3 separate regions of the Anas platyrhynchos genome follow, and all the other regions are linked to region 1. Evidence: chromatin contacts called from public Hi-C data. All regions are on one chromosome and are shown on one strand. The core of a region is the stretch at or near the end of the contact, and the rest is flanking DNA. Distances in the headings are between cores, read along the strand shown. Region 1 has its middle 16 kb from the start of CAPZA2. Region 2 overlaps MET (MET proto-oncogene, receptor tyrosine kinase). Region 3 holds the start of WNT2 (Wnt family member 2).

Region 1 (2,700 bases), core at 114-2,613:
CGTACAACAGGGTACAGGATCCCGCAAGAGGCTGAGGCATTCTCCAGTCTCTATCAGTCACGCATGTGAGTTGCGCTGCCAAGCTGCTGTCCTGGCCTCCCTTCTCCTTCCCCTTTCCCTTCCCTGTTGTCCGGCCATCTCTCACGATCCATACTTTGAGATATTTGCTGCCCCTACTGCCAGTGCTTTCAGCCATCCCCTTGATGCCTCCTTGTCTGTGAGCTGACCTGTCTTGATCATATTTTCATCCCTTCTCGCTCTTTCATCTTCTTCCTTGCCTCTGTTCTTCAACAGTCAAACAAATTAGAGTCTCAACACTCAGCTCTCCATCTCCTGTCATATTACTTTAATATCTTCTTCCTGCTCCTTTTTTTATAACAATCAATAAACGGGCTGTTTTCATGGATAGGCTATTGATCACTTCTCCAGTTGTCTGGATTCTTTCTGATCTAGTGTCTGTGTTTTCCATTACATTAAAATTTCACTAGAGGCTCTGGCTATCCATTCTCAGGGAAGTCTCAGGGCCTCTCTGCTCTCCTCATCTTCCTTGATCTCTTGGCCGACTTTTGAGACTTTGATCATTTAATTGGATCTCATGCCAAGTAAAACCACAAGCACTGGTTTAATCCGAAATTAAACTTTTGTTTAGTCTAACATTAAAATATAAGGTCAATTTCAAAACAAAAAATATTTCACTTTCTCTGAAAAAAATCCAACCTTTCATACTTCTGGGCTCAAACTATTAATTGAATTCAGTCTGGACTGAACAACAATTTCGGTCCTTTTGAGTCATACTTTTGAGTAAATCAGACCAGTTAACGGGACTGTGTTACTGAGCTGAGCTGCAAATGTCTCTAATTTCTGCTGGAGCCAAGAATAGCCCTTGGTATAGATGGGTATGGCCATCAGCTATTGAGACTTGTCACATTTTTAACCTTTTCAGGAAGACAAAACATCATAAGTCAGATAATGATCAGCAGAGTTTAGGATCCAACTATTACATTTTTTTGTAACAGATGACTCTTGTGGCTGTTAGAGGCAAGACTGCAGCTATTGCAGCAGACCGTTCTGTAGACTGTAATCTACATTTGTTTGCAAAATATTAGATAAAGATCATGAAATTTATTCTGGTTTTGAGACAAACTAGAGATGGATATTTGCAGCATACTGAAAGATTGAAAACCCAATTATTACAACCACAAGAACTGAAAAGAAAAATCCATGCTGTCTTTCTGCCTGCCTGTTCTGCAGGAAGCATTTTTTCCATGCCCTTAGTCACAGTGCTCCAGAGTAGGGTTGCAATGAGCAGTTGCCAAAATTGGCTGTTTGGGGAGGTGGCGGGGTGGTACAGCAGCTTGTAGCAGTGTATTTACAGTAGAGGGAGCTGATGTTCAATGAGTGCATGCATGAGTATTCACTGCAGTATGGCTCCTTATCAGTCTGCAAGCACTACAGAAGAAATATTTCACCATTCTGGGGGGATGCTTCTGCATCCCTCACCCACTGGGTCCTGTCACAGCTGAGCTCTCCAGCAGCGTGAGTGGCCTCAGGGAGCACTTGTTTGAAAAGGTCTTCTTCTGGGGCCAAGGGACATCTTCCCATGTCAGGTGTGACATGAGGGAGACTGGACGTAGTGTGTAAGTAATATTGCAAGCACTGAGCCTCAGCACACCTCCTACCAAAGGCTGATGTTTCCACCTTTCTAAATATAACTTCCTGCTACACCGCAGACAGCATCTCCTTTGTATTCCTAGCTTTCCGGTGCTCCCTGCCCTTGGCCTGGGCTCTGTCTGACACGTCTCACAAATGAGTGCTCAAGAAATTCTTTGATTTACAGCCCTCTTTTTACAAGCCAGAGATCTCTAGTTCCCTGAAACTGGCTGGTTGAATTACACAAGTTATTCAAATATAATTAAAAGAGAGACACAGCATGTGTGAAACAACAGAATATGCATGCACTCAAAAATATGGAGAGTTATAATTCCTCTTAGTGAGTTCGTTTGGATAAAGCAGGCTAATGGGCTGAAGGACTGGGGCTGCAGCTACGTGAGCTCCTGCCCCTGGCTTTGCCATCACTCTCTTTGAAGAAAGGTGTCCTCCTGGTGAGGCAGCTTTCCTGTCTGCCACAGTTCAACTAAGGTAAGCACAAAGGAATTACTTGGGGAAGGGACACTGTTCCGAGACAAACATAAGATATATACTTTGAAAAATAAAGGACTCAGAAGATTACTGTCCCATCTGACTTGTATAACCAGAAAGATCCTCAAACAAGTTAATTATTTGCCTGGTTAACACCTATTGCCATATTTCTCAATCTGCATGTGTTTGTGGACAAAACCTCCAAGCAAGCCAAGTGCTGTAGTGCCTTGATTGTCCAGACAACTTGGATTATCTCACTGATGGCTTCCTTCAGCCATGAGCAGCAGAGTGGTCAACCTAATCACTCTATAAAGCAGTGAGAAGTTTTGAGAGTACCGAGTTCGTCCCTGGCACCACTCCTAAGAAATGTGGACAAACTGGGAAGATCTAACAAGAAGAAAGTTAACATGTTTAGAAAATACAACATATGAGTAAAAGTCAAAGAAAATCTTCTAGCTTAGAGAAGACTAAGATGGGACATTTTCAGTTAAAAGTTTTCTGTAAGTAAAATGACAGTTATTTGTTCGCTACCCAGACGGAGTTGGGGCAAACAAAAGGGGC
Region 2 (2,700 bases), core at 162-2,661, 140 kb after region 1:
GAGCCAAGTGTTGCCCAGTCCCCGACTGTGAGTTTGTCATATAACCTACCACCATAATGGAGATAATAACATTTGCCCTTCTTTAGAAATTACTTTGAGATCTGCCAAAGAAAAGGGCCTATTCAAATGCAAAGCCTGATGCTTTTATTTATTAATAGATGTTGTGCCAGAGTCACCAATCTGCTCTTGATGCCTAAGTGCTGCTCTGAAAACAGAATCTGCCTGCCTGATTTAACCCAGCCGGCGAGCTGAGGCCTAGGGCTGCTTTGTGATATTAGGAACAGCACGAAACAGCCAGATGTTAACCAGCAACCATTCAAGCCTGGTGTTATCCTGCCTGTTATCCTCTAAAACTTGAGCAAACGTACAACTGCCTAAAGCTTGCCCGCCAGCAGCATCGCTCCTGCACCTCCTGATGCTGAGCACTGGGCTTCTCAAAACACTCTGGCACCCTCAGAGGATCAGTTATTCTTGCAAAAATAAATAGTGATTACAGGTCAAACTATCATCTCCCCAGGGAATTTATTTTTATCTGTGCCATAAGACCCACAGGGGTGTCTCCTTTGTGCTGGGCTGGCAAGCACAACACAGGACTAAACTGTGTTTGCCTAGTACATGAGCATTACTCCAGCACTACCTGGTGTTTCTAGAGACTCTGGCTCAGCTCATTCTCAGCCAAAATTTCTAGGGGAGATAGGCAGGAAAAAAGAAAAACAAAACAAAACAAAACACCTAATTTCAAACAGAGAGTCTTGCTCTGGCTTGATTCCTCTGCTATTAGCAGGTGGGAGATCGGCTTGTCTAACATTGTGCTTGCTGCCTTTTGTTTTTCACTGTGCACGAAGCCTTGTGCTGATTTAAGTCAAAGCAGGAATTTGCTGGATCCATATTTGCTGTCCTCGGGGGAGTGCTTTATTAGATTACTTCTTCCTCCATGTTTACAGTAATAGATGACTTTTAGAAACACTTCTATTAGGGTGAAAGCGGAGGGTGTATTTCCACCAGCAGAGTGCTCAACAAACATTTGTTTTAGCAGATGAAATGCAAGTGCAAGCAACTTCATTAATACACTTTTACAAAGTTGGTTGTTCTCCTGGAGCCAGTGAGTTACAGTCTGTTTATTTGGATTTCTCGATTTAGCATATTCATGGCAGTACTTTTTATTCCAGACACCATGTAGGCAGATGCATCATTGCGAGTGCGGGGTTAAGAACCCCCCCTGTAAGCCAGAGCGAGCCCCGTTGCTAGGTTCATATTGAGGTGTTCTGATTTAAAAAAACAGAAAAAAGAAAGAAATGGGATTAAGCGGGATCCAACTCGTTCCCTCCTGAGCTCCAGAGCGTTTTCTCCCGAGCAGGCCGCCGCGGTTAGCCAGGAGAGGGCAGCCTCGCCTTGCGGAGCTGCCCGCGGTTACACCAGGCTCCGTGCCCCGGGGGTGCGGCCTGCTGCTGGCTGCCTGCTTGGCCGTGGATTTTCTCCCTAATTTAGACTAAAACCCAAGAGCGGCGCTTTCTGACCGCACAACGCGTGTCCTCGTGGATTAAGCAAAGATAAATACAGCCAAAGTGCTCCTTTTAGCTGAGACGTTTGCCCCCGTAGCACCCTGTGCTGTGCCTCACCAAACGGGGCCTGCTGCCCGGGGCTGGTTGCGCTCTCTTGCTGTTGTGGGTGAAATTTGGTGCTTTGGAGAAAGCCAGATCACAGCAGGGTAAACATGATGGAAGATGTGTTAAGCTTAGTGAGCTCATTTTGGTTGACGAGAGCCTAATTTTCAGCTGGTTTAGGTCAGTATCATTCATAAACGTTAGAATCACAGAATCATTTAGGTTGGAAAAGGACTCTAAGATCAGAAGATGAGGGTCACTGGAGCAAACCATGAAGGAAAAAAAAAAATAAAAAGCATTGAAATAAGTCCTGTTTGCCTTTTTCTCTGATTACTCATACCTTTTAATGATGTTCTCCCTCACCGTGGGGTGGGATTTCCCTTGGCTTATTTCAGTTTCCATTGAAATAATTTGGAAAATTCCAATGGTTTTGGTGGAAACAGGCTCAAAAAATCTGTGATTCTCGGAAGTGCTCTTCCTTTCCAAGAAGCATCAAGAGTGCTTTATCTTTCACAGAAGTTGAATGCTGCTTCACTTTTGATGCTGAAAATGTATTACATCAGAAATAAAACACAATGTAAATGAGATTATACAATGAGCTCCCTACTCAAAGAGATTAAATTGCACAGCATTTTAAATATCTTGCATTAATATTCTTTGGACCGTCATTTCATTTCTTTGTCTGACATTTGGAATTTATTGAACAGTCCAAGCTACCTTAATTTTAATTCATCGTCTTTAAGGATTTGACATGTTCAGTGAATTTGGCTTACTCTCTTTAAACACAGATTTCTACTTCTTATTAGCAAATTCCTGGAGTTTCTTCAGTTTTTGTACCTCCACAGTGTTGCTGTGTATTGACAGACTCACTCAGAAAGCAAAGCTATTTTTGGGTGTCTCCCTGGTCAATAACGAAAAATGTTCCTCTTGCAAAAGAAAACTATTTCTCTTCTGCGTGAGTCATGACTCTGCTTGTATGCACAGTGAAAGATTTCCAGCTTCTCAGGCTTTGCTGGCATTCGGGGCAGCTTTCAGCCAGCCAAGATTCACATGTGGAAACTAAATATGGTCATAGGGTTATACTCCCATTTTTTGC
Region 3 (2,700 bases), core at 25-2,524, 220 kb before region 1:
GGGGCTGCACACGGAGCATCTTCTGGAGAGGAGGAGGAGGAGGGCAGCGTTAATCGCTGCTGTGGGTTGCTGCAAGTGAAGGTGCTGCTGTTAATGGGGAAGGTTATTGGGGAAAAGCCCGTGGGTCAGCTGCTTGCTGCACACCTGAGGAGGCTGGGGGGGAGCTGTGAGGGCTGCGGCCTCTGCTCAGAAAGGCCTCAACTGCTGGAGTTGGCTGTCCTGTCCCTGCCATGTCTTCTTTCCCCTATGAACTGATCCAAGCTGCGTGTCCCGTACTCTTCTGCAACTGAAGCTGGTTTCTGCCTGAAAAGGGGATTTTTTTTTTCTTTCACATCGATACTATCTTACCAAATAGCTTGAGTGCCCAGCTGTTGGTTTTGGGATCGCCTAGGGTCAGTGACCAGAACCGAGGTTCCTACTGGACAAGCAGTGCTGCTGTAGGACCAGCGACGTGCTCCAGGCTTTATTCCCCTCTCCCGGAGGCTGCAGCCCAGAGCTTTTCTCCTGCGGGGCGTGGTTGCTTTGTCTCTGGTTTGGGTTTGGGTTGGTTTTCGGGGCGTAGTTTCCCAAGTTTGATCGAGAAGCAGGTGAACGGCACCGCCTCAGGCATTGCCACAACTCGGCTTCTTGCGTTTTCTTCCTCCAACGCTAGAGGCTGGCGGCTGTCACCTCAGCACCTCCCCAGCACCAGCCCCGAACTGCTGCCTGCAGCGGCGGTCCCATAGGGCGGTCCCGCTCCGCCGCCCTTTGCCTTATTGCCCGGCTTTTCCCCCTGGGCCGGCTCCTGCAGGCGGCGGGGCTGAGCGCTGTGCTCCCGGGGTTATTTGGGGACCTGGCCACAGGTGTCTGGGTTAGGACCGGGCCTTTCCCTCGGGGTCAGGGTGTGCTGCGGGGCTGGGAGCGGCTGCGGTCCTGCTGGGGGGGGGGAAAGAAAGTGGGTAAAGGTGCTGATTTGCACCCACCAGCACGCAGCTTCCCCTGAAAACTCTCGGGGGCCCGTGCTGGCATCGCGGTGGGCTTGGGGAGGAGATGGGGCAGTGCCGGTTCCCCCGGGGGCAGGAGGTGGTGGGGTGAGGACCCCGGCCCTGAACTGGGGGTGCGCGGGGATCCCAGCACCGAGCCCCCGACCCCAGCTGGTGCCTGGGGCCGGCCGCTCGCTTGTGTAGGGTCAGCGGGAACCAACCGGCTCCTCGGGATTCCTGCCCGGGCGGAGGTGTTCCCTCCTCCTCCTCCTCTTCCCCCGAGTGTCTCTTGACATCATTTCATCCATCAGACTTACAGGAAAAAAAAAAAAAAAAAGCCACCGCGCACACAGCGCGAACCCACCCAGCCCGCGGCAGCCCCTCATTGCGCCGCGCCTGCAGGGGAGGCTCGGCGGGGAGCGGGGACCCCCGGCCCCCCAAAGGGAGCCGCCTCCAGCCCTCGGGGCCCCCCGGGCGCCCCCTCCTTCCATGGGCTTTCCCCTCGGCCTGCCCCGATGCGGAGCGCCGCCGCCTTCCCACCATGAGCTGGCTCGCCGGGATGTGGGGGCCGCTCCCCCTGCTGCTGCTCTGCGCCGCGCCGCGGGTCGGCTCCTCGTGGTGGTGAGGGGCCGGGGGGGGAGCGGTGCCGGGGGGCCCGGGGGACGGGACCCGCCGGGGGGCACCCGGGGCTTCACAGCGAGCATCTGGGTGCCGCTGGTGATGCCGTTTAGTTTTCGCTCAGGGCTTCTGGTTCGGTTCTTTAAGCGCCGCTTTGGGCTGCTGCGACCCCCGGAGCTCGGGGGGATGTAATGGGGCGGGGGGGGGGTCCCTGTCCCTGTCCCTGTCCCTGTCCCTGTCCCTGTCCCTGTCCCTGTCCCTGCTCCTGTCCATGCCCTGCCGCTGCCCTGCCGCTTGCCTCCCGCAGGTACATGGGGGCCGTGGGCTCGTCGCGGGTGATGTGCGACAACGTGCCGGGGCTGGTGAGCCGGCAGCGGCAGCTGTGCCGCCGGCACCCCGAGGCCATGCTCTCCATCGGCCGCGGCGTGGCCGCCTGGACGGCCGAGTGCCAGCACCAGTTCCGCCGGCACCGCTGGGACTGCAGCGCCCTGGAGCGGGGGCAGCGCCTGCTCGGCCGCGTCCTGCAGCGCAGTGAGTGCGGGGTCAGGGGACGGGGGGCGCGGGGGGGGGGTTGGGGGGCACGGGGCGCACCCGCGGCACCCCCCGGGGGAGAAGCGAGGGGCGAGGCGAGGCGAGGCGAGGCGTGCCGGCAGCGGAAGATGAGATGTGCCTCCCTCAGGGGGTGGCGAGGCGCTGGGGAAGGCTGCCCGGAGCAGCTGTGGATGCCCCATCCCTGGAGGTGTCCAAGGCCAGGCTGGATGGGGCTTTGGGCAGCCTGGTCCGGTGGGAGGTGTCCCTGCACATGGCAGGGGGTTGGAGTTTGGCAGTCTTTAAGGTCCCTTCCAACCCAAACCGTTCTGGGATCCTACGATAAGAAGCACTGCTTTGCTTAAAAGCCACCGTTAAATCATAAAGAGCTGAGGTTCAGAAAGAGAATTTGGGTATTTTAGCGGTTGGCCATGCAGTTCCCGCATTGTTTCAGCACGTACTGCACCCCAAAAAGGGCTACAGAGAAATGGGGGCTCCAGAGCGCAGCCGCCCAGCCCCAGCTGGGGACCCCAGCACCACGCCGTGGGCTGAAAGGGGCTGTAGGCATCCCGAGAGGGTCCCAGCTCAGCAG

The links. Hi-C and Micro-C count contacts between places; a contact is called where the count stands out from the background.
Region 2: a Hi-C map of subcutaneous adipose tissue shows a contact between it and region 1, with 2.5 times the contacts expected there. The contact joins two enhancer-like sites. A contact is called at or near these places in 2 of 8 Hi-C or Micro-C datasets (skeletal muscle and subcutaneous adipose tissue).
Region 3: a contact with region 1 is called in a Hi-C map of subcutaneous adipose tissue, with 2.1 times the contacts expected there. The contact joins the promoter of WNT2 here to the enhancer-like site in region 1. A contact is called at or near these places in 2 of 8 Hi-C or Micro-C datasets (skeletal muscle and subcutaneous adipose tissue).

What each region holds. Positions count from the first base shown.
Region 1 is chr1:26,468,883-26,471,582 of IASCAAS_PekinDuck_T2T, forward strand. No RefSeq gene overlaps it. Among named protein-coding and RNA genes, the nearest start is that of CAPZA2, 16 kb to the left of the region's middle. Within about 2 kb of position 1,364, at least 2 of the 8 cell types and tissues checked have an H3K27ac peak or open chromatin away from gene starts, as enhancers often do. A contact at or near this core is called in subcutaneous adipose tissue, where this site is marked.
Region 2 is chr1:26,609,325-26,612,024 of IASCAAS_PekinDuck_T2T, forward strand. The region is part of intron 2 of MET (MET proto-oncogene, receptor tyrosine kinase); the gene reads right to left. Among named protein-coding and RNA genes, the nearest start is that of MET, 25 kb to the right of the region's middle. Within about 2 kb of position 1,412, at least 3 of the 8 cell types and tissues checked have an H3K27ac peak or open chromatin away from gene starts, as enhancers often do. A contact at or near this core is called in subcutaneous adipose tissue, where this site is marked.
Region 3 is chr1:26,250,993-26,253,692 of IASCAAS_PekinDuck_T2T, forward strand. It overlaps WNT2 (Wnt family member 2), which reads left to right and starts at 1,275. Exons shown (of 5, transcript XM_038179924.2): 1 at 1,275-1,583; 2 at 1,888-2,111. The coding sequence starts at 1,504.